3 separate regions of the Gossypium hirsutum genome follow, and regions 1 and 2 are each linked to region 3. Evidence: chromatin contacts called from public Hi-C data. All regions are on one chromosome and are shown on one strand. The core of a region is the stretch at or near the end of the contact, and the rest is flanking DNA. Distances in the headings are between cores, read along the strand shown.

The links. A called contact is a pair of places that touch in the nucleus more often than the background predicts.
Region 1: a Hi-C map of leaf shows a contact between it and region 3, with 1.9 times the contacts expected there. The contact joins the enhancer-like site here to the promoter of LOC107947875 in region 3. A contact is called at or near these places in 4 of 34 Hi-C or Micro-C datasets (callus, hypocotyl and leaf).
Region 2: a Hi-C map of leaf shows a contact between it and region 3, with 2.3 times the contacts expected there. The contact joins the promoter of LOC107947819 here to the promoter of LOC107947875 in region 3. A contact is called at or near these places in 4 of 34 Hi-C or Micro-C datasets (leaf and petal).

The regions. Positions count from the first base shown.
Region 1 is chrA08:92,230,331-92,233,102 of Gossypium_hirsutum_v2.1, forward strand. It overlaps the pseudogene LOC107947826. Among protein-coding and RNA genes, the nearest start is that of LOC107947819, 74 kb to the left of the region's middle. Within about 2 kb of position 1,406, at least 7 of the 9 cell types and tissues checked have an H3K27ac peak or open chromatin away from gene starts, as enhancers often do. A contact at or near this core is called in leaf, where this site is marked.
Region 2 is chrA08:92,156,691-92,159,390 of Gossypium_hirsutum_v2.1, forward strand. LOC107947819 reads left to right here and starts at 1,326. Exons shown (of 3, transcript XM_016882338.2): 1 at 1,326-2,679. The coding sequence starts at 1,711.
Region 3 is chrA08:92,854,409-92,857,115 of Gossypium_hirsutum_v2.1, forward strand. It overlaps LOC107947875 (NPL4-like protein 1), which reads right to left and starts at 1,342. Exons shown (of 2, transcript XM_016882384.2): 1 at 55-1,342. The coding sequence starts at 1,038.

The sequences.
Region 1 (2,772 bases), core at 156-2,655, 620 kb before region 3:
AATGAAAAGCAAGAATTGTCACGGCGTCGGCATTTATGGGAAGGACCCAAGTCAATAAATTAGTTCAAGAAACAAAATAGGGAGATCCCCATTTCAATCAACACCCAGTAAAATAAAATTTCATGACTTCTTTATTTAAAAAAGAAAGTTGTGGAGAAAAAGTAACGATCTTTGAGGATCAAAAGTTGAAAGTGAAATGCACATGTCATACCTCTTCCAGCATTGAAAGCAGCTTGGTTTTTCTTTTCTGCAACTCCATGAAGTTAAGGGAATAAAGGGGTTGCTTCCTTGAAGAACTGGCTCCATTGTCATTATCACACTGTTTGGTCTTATGGATCTGTTTTTCCTCTGATGCATCAACTTGCGTTGTTCCGAGGCTGCAAAACTCATTCAAAAGTTCCTGAGTTGGGACCAAGTACTTTGAACTCGCCACTTGGAGCTGCCCCTGATGATGTAAATTCGCAGCTTCTTCCAGAAATTCGCTTTGGATGGTTTGTTGTTGTTGCTGTTGGATATTTGGAGCCTTTTCGAAGAAACCATCTCCAGCATTTGAACCAAACCTCATATCATGTTGCTGATCATGAGTGCTGTGACTGGTGGTTTGTCTGAGTTCGAAAGACTGTAGGCCGATAGTCGAAGGATTATTTGATGAAAGAGAGTGAAAGACCCTGACTTGGCCTCTCGTTTTCTTCACAAGGAAAAACACATCTATAAGAAGAATCATCAACAAGCAACCTGTTCTCTTGCCAAGGACCTGTCTCCGCTCCCACTATTAGATTCCCAGTACTAGTCTCAGTTTCAGATATCCCAGCTGTGAACTCAGGTTTGTGGAATTCATGTTGATAGAAATCGCTTGTTGACTCATTGATTGTATTGGATGAAGGATCAGGGTTGCTTCCATGTTTGTTCAAGGACCGTTTCCACACCACCGTGTAGCTGTCACCTTGTTGCGGTAGATTCTTTGAAACCCCTATCATCTCCATGCCTGTTGCCAAGTACTTGAAGATATCTGGGTCTGGGTTGGATTCAAAGCCTTGGATCTGACTCACCGGATGGGAGCTACCAGATGAAACATCTGAGTAACAAAACCCAGTTGATGAGACAATATTCCTTGGTTTATCTTCACAGAGCTCCCTAACCATGTAACCCAAAGTTTTTTTTTTTTTTGTTCTTTTGATCTTCCTTTCTTTTATGCTTCTCGCCCACTTGCTTCTAAGATACTGGTAAAAAAGTTTATGCTGATTCTGCAATTACAATTCCATCAAGATTCAATCCACGAAGGATTAAAACAAAGATAGACTTTTGTTAACGAAGTTTGTAATAGCAGATCAGATATAGAGGTGGGATGATGACCCTTGTATGTAGCCGTGATCATAGTTTCTCATATATGCCTTTTCTTCTCTATATCCCCTCTAGCTCAAGTGGGTCAATGCATTAAAGATGTGAAAAAAGCCAAAATAGGCATCCTACCCTAGTTAAAAAAAAAAAAAATCCTCCATCCATCCACCTCAATTATTTCACAACGAACAATAAAATAAACTTGGAATCAAGGAATAAATTAATGAACTAGTAAAATAATATTGATTAGAAAGATAATATTCTGCTTTCCAAATTACTAAAGCAGGTACACATAAAAGTAATCCCTAGAATTTCGCTATCAAAACTACCAGCCGCCACATTTAATTTTTCTTAAATAATTTTTTAAGCTTAATTAATGATTTAGTCCTCTATATTTTTTTTGCCATATTGTCACTAAAGTATCATTCCCATAAAATTTTAGTCCAGTTATTTAACAAACCTTTAAAAAAAAAGTGTTAGAAAATTAATTTAGCCAATGAAAACATTTTGTTTTTTACAAAATATATAACTTTAAAAATAAAAAAAATAAGATATGTAATCTAAAAACACACGTAAAAATTATAGAATATAAAAATAAAAAAATTCAAAAATATAGCTTTAACTTTATTGGTATTGTTATAATTGCAACAACAAAGAATACATGAGTTTGTGCGCAGTTAAGTGCATTTTCCCACCAAATTAAGGGTTGAGAAAGTTTACGAATAGAAGTAAGAATTACATTAAAAAATATAATAATTTATGTAAAAGAAATATACAAAAATCCATAAAATATAAAATAACCTAAAAATATATAACAATTTTAAAAAAATTCAAATATATATATGTACTTTTTAACAAAAAAATATAAAATATAAAAATCCACAAAAATCCATGAAAATATATTATAAATCTAATATGAATTTTTAAAATATAAAAAAGGAAAGAAATATATAAAATCCAAAAATATAACTTTAGCTTTGTTGGGACATTTGCTATTGCAACAATGAAAAGGACACGATTTTTAGTGTATTTAAACACGTTTTTCTTGCAATTTAAGGGTTGGAAGGATTATACATAGAAGTAGGTATTGTATTTTATATATATATATAAGGAAAATATAAAAATCCCAAAATATATAACAATTAAAAAATTATCAAAAATATTATTTTTAACAAAATTGTAAAAATAAAAAATATATAAAAATCCATAAAAATATATTTAGAAAACTAATATATATTTTAAAAGTTATAGAAAGTGAACAGAATATATAAAATCTAAAAATATAACTTTAGCTTTGTTGGTACAGTTGTTATTGTAACAACGAGGTGGACGTGAATTCAAGCACAGTTAAATATGTTTTTCTTTCAATTTAAGGGTTGAAAAAATTTATGGGTAGAAGTAAGCATTGTATCAATATATTTTTCAGAATTTATA
Region 2 (2,700 bases), core at 76-2,575, 700 kb before region 3:
AAGACAATATTTAAATTTCAAATTTAGCACCTAAACTATGTTAAAACTTGAGATTTAATCTATATACTTTAATTTGTGACATAAATTTATCTCTCTATTTTTATATTGTTTTTAGTTAGCCTAAATTGTTAATATTCTTAACTATTTCAATCAAAATGTTAATGTCAATTTTTCTTAATAACACTATTCCAATAGAAAAATATATATTTTATCATCACAAATTAGAATGGACGTTTTTAAGAATAAAAATCCTAAATTGTATTTTCAACGTTATTTTTATTTTTACATGATTACCAAGTGCATATTTTCTTTAATTTCAAAATGTCACAACTAGACCGAGATTTTTAAATCCGAAAATTAGATAGATTAAATTCTTAAAAATAATAGTAGGAGACTAAAATCCAAATGTACAAAGTGTGTAACGATTTAAAGCATAGTTTAACTTTATTATTTTTCCTTTAATTTAAATTTGACACAATCAAATAATCAACCTTACAGGGAGCGTGGGTTGAAACTAGAGTTGTTTATGGGTCGAGTTGGATTGAGTTCGGGATGGGCCCTAACCAAATTTTAGGCTTGATTGATAGGCACGGGTTTGGCCTGAAAAATGGGCCTAAATTTTTGCCCAAGTTTAGCCTGAATAAAAATGCTAAAACTCAGGCCCAGCCCGACCTGTCCATATTAATTTTTTTTATTTTTTATTTTTTATATAAAAAATATAATACACTAAATATACGAAAAATATTAAAATATCCCAACAAATTGAAAATAAATTAAAAAATCTTTATACTTAAATAACACTAAAATAAGTGTAACTTAACAAACAAATTCCTTTAAAATAGTAGGAAAATAAACAATAAAACAAGTGTTATACAATATCTAAACATTAACAATAAAATAATACCAACATAATAGTAAAAAAATAGTAAAATTATGGTAAAAAGTGAGAAAACAACAGCAAAACACCAATTCAAAACTGAGTCAAAAATACCTTACTTAAGGATTAACCCATGTTTTAAATAAACTTTACTTTTTGCCCAAATCTATTTTTCGATCTTATAATTTTATTTAAACCCCTATATTTTTCGGAGGGAACCCAATCCGACCGTGGACAGCTGCAACCATATTAGATTAAAAAGTATGACGCATTGATTTAATTTAATTAATTTTACCCCTGACAAAGTGTAGTTATGGATTCAGTCAAAGTGGCATGATTCTATATAGGAACACTGAATTGGGCAGATGATTTGCCTCCATAAGTTTAAATATTATATGATTAAATAAAATTATAAAGTTGTCAGTATAATCCAAAATGACAAAATTATGAAGGTCAGCTGCGAAATGTTTAGGTTCTATTCAACCAAAAAATAAAAAAAGAAACTTATGTTTCTACAAATCTTACTGAATCACACACCTAAAAGAAAAAGAAATAAAGATAAATATATATTGAATTGCTTGGTGTAGTTCCAATTCGGGGGTAGTTTGCAACCTGGCAATAATGTAATCCATCACATTTACTTCTCCACAGCTACACACTCCTCCTTTTTGCTCTTCATAAATCTTCTTCATGTCTCATTTTTCTTTTAAAATCCTTTCTTTCTGGGTATTTTCTGATCTTTCACCCTTTCTCCTACAAATCCAACATGTTCTTCCTCAGCAGAATCTAAAAGTGCATGCAGAAGAAAACTAATTTTAGCTTTCTTGAACGGAATGACAGACTCCAACAAAGTTTCACAGATGGTTTGGGATCAGGTTCAGTCGAGAAGTTCTTCAGGCAACCACCCACTTGTTTCTGGACACCCGAACCGACCTATTCCTAAGCTCATGGTCTGCTCCATCCTCTTCGTCTCGCTTACTTACCTTCTCTACACTCTCAAGCTCTTAACAACCTCTGCTCAACAAACCTTCAACCATACCCCATTTACTTCCTATCTTCGTCGCTCTACAAGCTTCACATCTGCACCCTTGATTCTCAATCAGACGGCTGTGACAGCTCCACCCCATCACGGCGGTCGTGATGTCCGAGAAAAACAAAAGGTAGTAATGCAAATGGAACAAGCTCCACCGAAGCCAAAGCCGACGGAAATTCACGACGTGGTCTTTGGAATCGCGGCTTCTTCCAAGCTATGGCAGCAGAGAAAAGAGTACATCAAGATTTGGTACAAGCCAAACCAAATGCGTGGTGTGGTTTGGCTGGACGATCGCGTCAAATACTCTGCCCAAGACAACCGAACCCTTCCACCGTTTCGAGTCTCCAGCGACACTTCCAAGTTCCCTTACACCAATCGGAAGGGTCACCGTTCCGCGATTCGGATCTCGAGGATCGTGACGGAGACTTTGAGGATGAAGATGGATAACGTCCGGTGGTTCGTGATGGGCGACGATGACACCGTTTTCATCACCGCTAATCTGGTCAGGATTTTGAGGAAATATGATCATACTCAGTATTATTACATCGGAAGCTTGTCGGAATCTCATATTCAGAACATTTTTTTCTCCTACGGCATGGCTTACGGCGGCGGAGGCTTTGCCATTAGCTACCCATTGGCCAAAGCCTTGGCAAAGATGCAAGACCGGTGTATCCAGAGGTACCCCAGCTTGTACGGCTCGGATGATCGAATGCAGGCTTGTATGGCTGAACTCGGTGTCCCACTCACCAAGGAACTCGGTTTCCACCAGGTCGGTGACTCAGTTTTATCA
Region 3 (2,707 bases), core at 92-2,591:
CTAATTCAACAACATGAATTGGTTAATATCAGTTAATGAATAAAGAATTATCACCTGATGGTCGATAATCTTAACCACCACCAAGAAGAAATCATTATCAACCTCCTTAACATCCTTCCCACCTACGACGACTTCTTTCTTCATCTTGGAAAGCTTTGGATCATCGTCTTCCCCGAACTCGGTCACGAACCATCCTTCCTTAAATAACTTAACACACATATCACTCATTTGGAAAGCTTCAAAATGTACATCGGCATCCCCATCTTCAGTGGCTTCCAGCTTCACCACAACAGTCACCCACTCCTTCAGCCTACTCTCAGCGTGAAGCTCAGCCGCCTGTAGAACCTCCTTGTTGGAAAAGTTATAGTCCTTTTTGTCCTGCATTATCGTCTGGGTAAAAATAAACCCTACCCTCTTCCTACCTAAACCAGCAGCAATGGCATCAACCAATTTCTCTTCTTCGGGATCCCTCAAGAGAATCAAATCATCTTCCATCCCTTGCTGAGGCGGCTCGTAAATGAAATCGACTTCCACCCTACCTTCTTCGGAGACGGTGCCGTACATAAAGCCGCCGCGTTTCACGGCGAACACCAGCGTTTCGTTGACGTACCGCTGGAAAGCATTGGCGGAATCGCGGTCGAAGGAAACCGAATCGCAGTGAGGCGATTCCTGGCGGGTGATCCGTGTCTGCTTAGCGATGAGGTCGTCCATCGTCATCTTACGCCCGAAGGATCCGGCGGGACAGACGGGGGGTCCGCCGCGGACGGTGCGTTCACCCTGGTAGTAGAGGAAAACGACGGAGCCGTGGGAGAGGTTCAAGGAGGAGAGGGGACGGGAGGGGTCGGACATGTCGGTGAAACGGAGAAGATCGGCGGGGGTTTTAGCCAAGAGAAGATTGCGATCGGTGGAAAGGGTTTGGTTATGAATGGGGATTTGGAATTGGGATTCGATTAAGGCTTTCAATTGGGAGATTGAAACATGAGGACCGCCGACCTGGACACGTTCCAGGCCGTCTCGGCTGCGGATTCTGAGCAACATCTTGGGGTGGAGACGGCGGCGTTTATGAATGCTGGAAATCTTGATTAGAATTGAAAGTTTTAGGAAGATTTAGTTACTTTTTATAATGGAGAAGAAAAGAGTCAGTGTTGGAGAGAACAAGTTCTTGGAGTGGCAGAGTTGAGTTGGAACTTGGAGGAAAAGCTAACAAGTACTTGGATCGCTTGCCGTGGGAGACCACGACTAGGACACGAAAGAGATATATTTACTCCAGGATTAACTTTCTTTTTAGTCCTCCTTTCAACCTCTACAAATTATTTACTGTTGCAACACTAAAACGTCAACGTTCTCAACTCAACAATGAACTCCTAATAATTTGAGCTCGAAAAAGTTTAAGCCCATTATACATTTAAACTCAAAAAAATTTGAACGCTCAAACCTAAAATAAATTTGAACCAAAACTTGAAAAAGCTAGAATTTATAATTGTAAGACGATAATAAATATTAATAATTAATATAATTATATAAAAATTATTTATTTTATAAAAATATAATCCTAAGCATTACATATTTATATTAAAATTTTATTAATAAAAAAATAATTAATAATATATAATATATAATAATTAAAAGATTTTGTATTACTATTATGCTATGTGATATAGTATTACTTAATGTAATAATATATATTAAAACTATTAATACATATATTTAACTATTAATTGGTCATTGTATCAAAAAGCAACTATTAATTGGTCTAAAATCAAAATCAAAGTTATTAATTGATTTGCTTGAATTGATTCAATCTGATCGGTTAAATCAATTTTAAAAGCTAACTATAATAGATGATATACTATTTACATAATATATATATATAACTATTACTAAAACTATTATGTTATGTTTGGTTGAAGTATTATTGCATCCACATATTTTAGTTATTGGTTAGCTAAAAATTTAATCACAATTGATAATTTTTAGCCACTCATATGACTTGTTTGTGCCAAACAAAAAAGAAAACTTTTCACTTATTTTAAAGAGGTTTTATTTTCTACAATGAGTTTTTACTCATCTTTCTAATTGCATGTTTAAATTCGTAATAATTATTCTTTCTTTTATGTCTAACTACTTTAGAACATATGTGTTAAATAAGCTTTTTTTCGTGTTATTACACTAGTAACCAAAAGTAGCATTAATATATATAATTCTCCAGACAATTAATATTTTAGCAATTTGGCCATTAAATTTATCAATATAGTTGCATTTATCATGAATATAAAGTTTCAAATAAATTTTAAATATTTATAATATAGATAGAAAAATACTATCTTTATTAATACATATATTCAACAATTGGTATAATGATTACATTTTATTAATTATCAATAATACAATTACAATGGATTATAGTATGATAATATAGCGTAAGTATCAATAATTATGTGTAATTTAGTATATAACACATGTCTAAAATTAATAATACACAAAATATTATCAAAATTTGAATATCTTAAAAAATTATTTTTATTACAAGAGTGATTCCAAAGCCTAAAAACAAAAATCAGAGGATCAATCAACAACTTAAACAAAACAATTCACATAAGAACAACAATCAACCCAACATGTCAAAAGCTTCAATGCAAACCCCCATAGAAAACTAACACTTACTAACGAATCAAAAACAATTACTTGAACTTAGACTACTAGAGGA